Linked DNA regions of Mus musculus: region 2 is linked to region 1. Evidence: chromatin contacts called from public HiChIP or PLAC-seq data. All regions are on one chromosome and are shown on one strand. Each heading gives the region's core, a stretch centred on a gene start, on an enhancer-like site or on the middle of the called end of the contact. The rest is flanking DNA. Distances are from core to core; before and after follow the strand shown.

What was found. HiChIP or PLAC-seq counts read pairs in DNA pulled down with a chosen protein or histone mark.
Region 2: a contact with region 1 is called in a CTCF HiChIP or PLAC-seq map of CD8 T cells, with 12 read pairs. The contact joins two enhancer-like sites. A contact is called at or near these places in 20 of 39 promoter capture datasets (the 3T3-L1 cell line, 3T3-L1-derived adipocytes, the HPC-7 cell line and 12 more), 3 of 15 datasets of contacts at CTCF or cohesin (CD8 T cells, large pre-B cells and stem cell-derived epiblast-like cells), 104 of 484 Hi-C or Micro-C datasets (the 63-12 cell line, B cells, the C10 cell line and 66 more), 44 of 115 datasets of contacts at active chromatin or transcription factors (the 230-238 cell line, CD8 T cells, DN3 thymocytes and 28 more) and 5 of 9 other capture datasets (embryonic stem cells, embryonic tail, embryonic trunk and 2 more).

What each region holds. Positions count from the first base shown.
Region 1 is chr6:127,161,459-127,165,380 of GRCm38.p6, forward strand. The region is part of intron 1 of 9330179D12Rik (RIKEN cDNA 9330179D12 gene); the gene reads left to right. Among named protein-coding and RNA genes, the nearest start is that of Ccnd2, 12 kb to the left of the region's middle. Within about 2 kb of position 1,608, at least 75 of the 459 cell types and tissues checked have an H3K27ac peak or open chromatin away from gene starts, as enhancers often do. A contact at or near this core is called in the 230-238 cell line, the 63-12 cell line, B cells and 14 more, where this site is marked.
Region 2 is chr6:127,263,657-127,267,653 of GRCm38.p6, forward strand. No RefSeq gene overlaps it. Among named protein-coding and RNA genes, the nearest start is that of Gm38404, 42 kb to the right of the region's middle. Within about 2 kb of position 2,630, at least 175 of the 459 cell types and tissues checked have an H3K27ac peak or open chromatin away from gene starts, as enhancers often do. A contact at or near this core is called in the 230-238 cell line, the 63-12 cell line, B cells and 14 more, where this site is marked.

The DNA.
Region 1 (3,922 bases), core at 358-2,857:
TCATATCTCAGAAGGGTATCCCATGATAGAGCAGTTCTGTGCAGTATTTATTTCTTGGATGTCAGAGGACACTTCCTGCAAAGCCAGAGTTAGAACCTGGGTGTGCATCTGTTTACTGTATGATAACCCGTGTGCTGGCTTCTTTTTTGTAGCTTCTTCCCAAGAACCATGTGACATTCCCGTACCAAGGTATGGGGAATGGTTTACAAAAGGTTATATAACTATCCAGAAATGGGAACCTCAACTTCCTGACCATCTGGCAAAAAATGTTTTAAAACCAACCGTCCGTCCATCCATCCATCCATCCATCCATCCATCCATCCATCCATCCATCCATCCATCCATCCATCTATCTATCTATCTATCTATCTATCTATCTATCTATCTATCTATCTATCTAATCTGTCTGTCTATCTTTCTATCTATCTATCTATCTATCTATCTATCTATCTATCTATCTATCTATCTATCTATCTATCTATCTATCTAATCTGTCTATCTATCTGTCTATCTTTCTGTCTATCTATCTATCTATCTATCTATCTATCTATCTATCTATCTATCTATCTATCTATCTATCTATCTAATCTATCATGTGTCTGCATGCATGTACACATGTGAACATGTATGTCTGCATGTGCTTGCCACAGCACCTGAGTAGAGATCCAAGGGCAACTTGTGGGAATCAGCAGCTCTCTCTCCTGCCACGTGAGTCCTGGGCATTGGACACAGGTCATCGGACTTGGCAGCAGCCACCTTCACCCATGCACGCCTCACAGTGCTGCCTTTTGCCATGAAAAATGGCAGAACAAGGCATAACCATAGTTAAGACTTTCAGTTTACCAGGTACTTGTGAGTGTGGGTCCTTCATCTTGTCTCCTCTTTGGACATCAGCCCCTTGGCCTTAGGCTGCCTGCTAAGGATTCTGTCTCTTCCTAATGTGTAGCTAGTGAAAAGGTGGAACTTTTCATTGCTGTCCACATGTTCCATCGCAGCCCAGTCCCCAGAGTCTTGAGTGCATCCCTATTCGGACAGATACCAAGGATGCCCTCATTTTCAGTAGACGGGGTGTGAAAACCCACCCACACCATTCTGGAAGTACAGAAAATCTTAGACATCCACTTCAGTGTTGTCCAAAGCAAGGGGAGTGGTTCGTGGAGGAGTGCTATGTATCCTAATGACTTGATATTTATTGTAATGATTTTTAATCACATATTTGATGATACCATCCTGTTTGACAAATGTTTCTATGGTGTTGAAGCTTTTAAAGAGAGATCTGTTTTACAGAACATAAGGCAAAAATGCACTGTTTTAGAATAGCATAGGCTATGTGTAAACAACTCAAACCGAGGAAGCACTAAGTCCTTAGAAGCCAGCACCAGCAGCATCTGCCCCTTACTCGCACCTGCCGTTCCTCCTCGCCAGTGGCAGAGAGGGTGGAGCAGCCCACCCACTCCTGCAAACTCTGAAGCCCAGGCTTCTGGGGGGGGGGCTGTCTTTATTTAAACAGTGTTGCCATCATTTCCTATCGCTCTTCCTGCTTCTGTTCTGGTCTCCTGGTGACTCACCCTCTCTGGCTGACCTTGGCCACTTCTCACGGCTCACTTCTGCTTTCCTGGTGTTTCCCCCATGGCCCGTGACTTTCACCTCTCTGTGTGCATCTGCCTCTGTCCTGAGTCCTCTCCAACTTTTTTTTTTTTAAGCCACTGACTTTTATCAGGCAGTTCTCCTGAAGTGCTCCATTCTAGAAGCTTTGGTCTCATTCAGTCTCTGCTCTGGGCAAGCAGCCCTGCGCTCTTATAGTCACTGGTCACTCTTTAGCATTTCATCTGCCTGGGTGACATCCTGGGTGTCAGGACTGCTGTGAAGGGGACATTTTTTATTATTATTACTGTGTTGTTGTTATTGTTGTTAAAAAGCCAAGCCAGGGGAAGAGCTGTTGTAGGGTTTTTGTTTGTTTGTTTTGCTGTTGTTTTGGGTTTGTTTGTTTGTTTTAACATTTATTGTGTGCATGTGTTGGGGTGGGGGAGGTGCATATCAAAGTATTTGTGTGACCATCAGAGGAAACTTACAGAGTTGGTTCTCACCTTCCAACACATGGGTCCTGGGGATCGAACACAGGTCATCAGAATTGGCAGCAGGCACTTTTACCTTTTACTCTCTCAGCCGTCTTGCTGGCCCCATGTAGTTTGAGCCCTGATTGTCCTCCTGCAGTTAGGTTAAAGGCTTGGTGCAAATGGGATAAGGTAAGACGTATGCAAAGGATGTTAGGTCCTGAAAGAGACTCCTTGAAGAATATATTGGGGTCCCAGTGACTCAGCCCCTCCTCCTTCTTGGCCACCTTGACTACCAAGGTGTGTGCTGCCTCACCACAGACCCCAAAGCAGTGGGAACAAAAGATCACCGGCAGAGTGCTCAGAAATGGGGAGCCAAGGTAAACCTTCCTCCTTGAAACTAAACAGCTTGCATGTTGGTTCCGGTGCCAGAAAGCTGACCTGTGTGTGTGCTGTCCATGCAGAGTCTACGTACACATGAGTTTAGCTCTCATGCATGTGCACGGCAAATGTGCCTGCTACCCAGGAAGGTTAGAAGAGAGGGCTTAAGAGCCCTAGGAACCTGGCTTACAGATGGTCTTAAACCGCCATGTAGGTGCTGAGAACTGAACTTGCGTCCTCTGCAAGAGTACTCAGTGTATTTAACCACTGAGTATTTCCTGATGTATTTCTAAGGACATGGAAAGCAACGTGCATGGCTATGTATATGCTGGGGGGAAATCTTGCAAAGGTACTCACCTTTTCAGCTGAGGACAGAAAGTGAAGTAAAGCCAAGACCTTAAAGAGTATACAGATTGCTGAAGGCATGCTGTAACAGACACAAAGTCCCTCCATAAAGGCTGGGAGACATATGGTCTCAGACAATTTAAAGAACTGCCTGTCTGAGCATCACCCGAACACGAAAACCCCACAGACCCTTCGGAGGAAGTTGTAGATGACCAAAAACATAGACTTCACACAATCTGTAGAGGAAAGTCACTTAAGGAAAAACACAGCCTCAACAGAGCTCCAGCAAGGGTGAGGGCAAGTGAGAGGTCCTACTTCAGTGTAGAAGGTGGGGGGAGATGGAGGAAAACACCTGACACCAATCTCTGGTCTCTACGCACACACACACACATATACATGCACACGGCTGTGCGTGCACGTGCATAATTTCACATTACACACAAACACATGCACAAAGAGAAAGTCAAGGAGGAATTAAGGTATTTTCGGATAAACAAAAACTGACAGACTTTATTGCTAGGGGATCACATAGAAAGTACCGACTGGAAGCTAGAAGTGTGGATCAGTGCGAGTACACACAGTTGGCACACAAAGAGGTGCTGTGTTAGATGTCTAGCACAGGAAGGGAGAGAGTCGGGGAAATATTGAGAGCTCTTGCAGCCTCAGTGAAAGGACACTAGGCAGTAACTCAAATCCACACAAATCCAGGCACCCAAATAGAATTAGGCAGGAAAATAAAAATAAAATATACATGTTGATTTTTTTCTTTTATATAAACATTTTCTTCTGATTTAATTAGTACTTATAAAATGCCATTGATGACATCATGTATAAAGATGTAATTTGTATAATGACAACAGCACAGAGAAGAGGGAGTGGTGTACGGGTGTTAAGTTTTTGAATGCTGATGTTAAATTGTAATTACTCACGCTTTGTTGTTTTAGGATCTTAATTGTAAAGCCAACAATATTCAGTAAAAGAAAACTAACAAAACAATATATCTGCAAAATTAAACAATAAAATACTTCAAATGCCATATAGTACCTGTTAAACATAAAATGGAACTCTGATGGGAGAAAAGAAAAAAAAAAAAAAAACCTCTCATTCTTTCTAAGAACGATAGGACAGAGGACAAACACGAA
Region 2 (3,997 bases), core at 1,380-3,879, 100 kb after region 1:
CAAGGTGGGCGAGGACTCAGGTGCACTCAGGGAGTTTGTAGCTTGACTTACAAGCTTGACTTACAAGCTGAGTGGATGAACTGTGGAGTTGGGAGGGCTTGATTTTGATTTCTGCCACCGAGCAGTGGTATTACCTGGGCTAAGGTGCTTTGTGTGTCCAAAGTAGATAAGACCCGCAGTGAGGCAGGGCCTATTATGAAGATTATAGAGTGATTTGTGAGAGCGATTGTTAGAGGCTAAAGGTGATTGGGGTAGATGGGGGAGGGATGTTTTTATGACAGTGTCATTCCACTCTGGCCCTATGACCATCAATACTGTCATCACCTTAGTAAAGACATCCTGGAACCCACTTAAGGCAGGATCCCTTAGGGTTCTGAAACAGAAAGTAGCAGCCTGCCTGCTATGTGGTGACTGGGTGGGGCTGTTCCTATTGAAAGCTAATGTAGGGGGAGGGAGGACAATAGCTGGACCGTTGGTTTATTTCAAGGTTGCAAGACCTTCCATCTTTTGCCATCTCTTCCCACAAGCTCCCCTGGCACTAGGGTGAGGGAGCTGAAGCCTGGCCAGATGTTTCCTCTTTTTCACTGTTGGTGGGCAGCTTGGGGAGGTGGGGAATGGGGGAGGGAGGAAGTGAAGGCTGGTGAGATTCCCTACTCCTTACAGCTTCACCTGGGGTTTGTTGTCCTCCTGAAATCGTAAGACACACCCTAATGGATGTGTATTGCATGGCCAGAGCCAGGGTCAAGGAAAACCAGGGGCACTGAGGTGGGGTGGCATGTTTCCTGGAGGAGCCCCTTGGCAGGGAACTTGACAGATGGCACCACCTCTCCCCTCCCCCCTTCTGTTCAACATGGTGAAGAATAACTCCAGATGGGAAAAGATAAATATAGCTCTCTTTCTACCCCTGCTCCCGTGTGTGTGTGTATCTGTCCATCAGTGTCTGTCTGTCTGTGCACACAAGTGCACGTCCATCCAATCCATGCACGGAAGCCTGAAGTCCACAGTAGGTTGTCAGGAATAATAGTTTCTGCTCCTTATTTTTTTGAGACAACTTCTGCCCCTGAGCCTGGAGCTCACTGATTCACCTGGGCTGGCTGGCCACCAAGCCTCAGCATCCACCTGTCTCTACCCTGCCCTCTAACACAGGGGTCACCGACATCTCACCCCATTTCTATGTTGGGTGTTGGGGATGGGAATTCGAGTCCTCATGCTTGCACAAGAAGCATTACCAGCTGAGCCATTTCTCCAGATCGTCACAGTAGCTCTTGAAGTTGTCAGTACTACTTGAACAACACAAAAGATAGGAGTCTAGAAATCCCTGACATCTAAACGGCGTTGGGTCACCAGTGGACTGAAGATATTAGTACTCATAGCATCCCTTTCCACACTCCCTGAGAGGTTGTCATGAGTGAGAATTGTCATAAAGGCACAGGATCAACAAGACTGAGGTTTCTTGGGGTGTCAACAACAAAGAACGTTGGCTACAGGTGGGGAAAGTACCGTAGTGCCCTTCCACCTGCTATGCCCAAGAAGTGCCCTCAACGGTGGTGGCAGGTGCACCACCTCCAACGTTGCTGTGAAGTTAGGGATGCTCACTAAGCATTTCTTGACTGAGACCCAAGAGACAAGTATGGGAGTTTCACATCGCCCTCTCTCTGTTTCTCTCTCTCTCTCTCTCTCTCTCTCTCTCTCTCTCTCTCTCTCTCTCTCGCCCTTTCGAGGACTTTGGGGTCATCATGCTCTTACCCAAATGGCTGCAAGGTTCCAGTGATTCTGGGAGTAAGTGTGGCTGACTGGGTGCTTGGCTGCTCACGGTGGGCCTCCCAGAGCCTTGTATGGCCATGAACTTTTACCCAGAGAAAGCCCATGTTTAGCTTCAGAATGGTTCCCTGGGGTCAGCCTTTACCGTAGTTCACAGTCCAGCACCCCCTAGGGGTTAATTTTACCACTCTAAGCTAGGAGGGGCTGGAATAGAGGACCACAAGGAGAGGAAGAGAGAGAGAGAGAGAGAGAGAGAGAGAGAGAGAGAGAGAGAGAGAGAGAGAGAGAGAGAAGAAGAAGGAGAAGGAGAAGGAGAAGGAGAAGGAGAAGGAGAAGGAGAAGGAGAAGGAGAAGGAGAAGGAGAAGGAGAAGGAGAAGAGAAGAGAAGAGAAGAGAAAGACAGAGACACAGAGAGTGGAGAGACTGAAAGACAGACAGAGACAGACTCAGAGAAGGGAGAGCTCGCAGGCTTGGGGAAGTGGGATGCTGCTTTTTGCATGAATTTATCTTTTTTTTTTCTTTCGTTTTTTTGGCAAACCACAGACCAGCTACACATTTTTTGGCAGTTTCCTGAGGATAAGCTTCGTATTTTGAGACAGGAAAAAAAAAAAAAAAAGGAAGAGTGGGAGTCTGGGGAAGAAATGAGACAGAAAGTAGTTGTTCGCTCTCCCATGAGCAGACAACACACACACACACACACACACACACACACACACACACACACACACACACACACACACACACACGACTCCTGGCAATAAGGAAGTGAGACTAGATCTTTTTCATGAATGGGGCTCAGCTCAGTCTTGCTGAACTTCCGCTCTCCCATTCACCAGCATTCAAATTTCACCTTCTGACCATCCAAGACAGCTGGCTGCCGGCCCAGGCGCTGGGAGCTGTTTGAGATCATCCTCCTGCCCACAGGAAACTGGGCGCTAACAAGAACCTTCCTTCCTGCGCTGCCGAATCCAAAGTGACCGGGATGTTTCCGGAATACCGACCTGAGGGGCACTGGCCCCTGGACTCCCCGCGCCTCCCCCCCTCCCCAGCCCTTTTCCCCAGGACCTTGCTCATCTCTGAGGAAGCTCAGAAATTCCAGCGCTTCTGCAGGCGACTGTGAAGGACGCTGACTCTCTGGGTCCGTTAATGCCTGCCTTGCAATTAAGCCAGGGGAAATGACAGTCAACATTCTGGAGGGAACACCTCACGGCCCTTCCCATGGGGTGTTGGGGCAGTTCACTGTGCTGTGGCCTGCCAGTGTGCCCCTCCTGTTCATCAGGAGGTAGCAGAGGGTGCCTGGGTTCCTCGAAATTTCCCTGTGGAAATCATTCCAAGGGGTGCCTGTATGTCTATGTAGTGGGAAAGCAAGCTGGAGGGCTTTGTCTTATTTTGCTGGTCCGCAGTTTTCTGCTTGTTGAAGGGACAATCATAAAACACTCCCAGAGCGGAGTTACTGCAAACACTGAATGGCCCAAAGTGAAAGATTCGGTTTCTAAGGCAGAGTGATGCTGGCCGCCAGCAGAGCAGTTGCCACTATTGAGAGAGAATGATGGCTTCCAGCAGCGGTGGGTGTTATAGATTTGTGGCCAGTAGGGGGCGTGCTAGTTACCGTTCTGCTGCTATGACAAAATACCCCGACAAAAGCAATTTAAGGAAGGAAGGAAAGACTTTGGCTCACAGTTGCAGGGTGCAATCCATCAGGGCAGGGGAGTCGGAAGCTTGAGGCAACTGATCACATTGTACCGGCAGAGTCAGAGAGCAGGAAGCCAGATGAACGTTGTGTTTGGCTTGATATCTCCTTTTTATTCAGCCCAGGACCCAGGCCAGGGGACGGTGACACCCATATTCAGGGTGAGTCTTCCCACCTCAATCTAATGAAGAGAGTGGCTCACAGAGCATGAGGCTAGCCCAATCTAGGAAATCCCTCCCAGGTGTGCCTAGAGGCTTGCCTCCTCGGGGAATACAGAGTCTGTCAGGATGACAGTCCTCACAGGATGAAGACAGTGACAGGTAGGGCAGACATGACCCCTGACTTGGAAACAAAGGAAGAAGAAGAGACTGGTAGGGAGAGGTTTTTTTCTCCTTTCCCTGCCTTCTCTTCTGTAGCCCCTTGTAGTGGAAAATGAAAAGGCCACCAGGTTCTTGTCCCCTCCTGAATGCTTAGTTTGTTACACAGACTCCCTGGGCTTCACATCAGATGAGTTGTAGACATTCCAGGAGGCAGGGGCATGGCTGA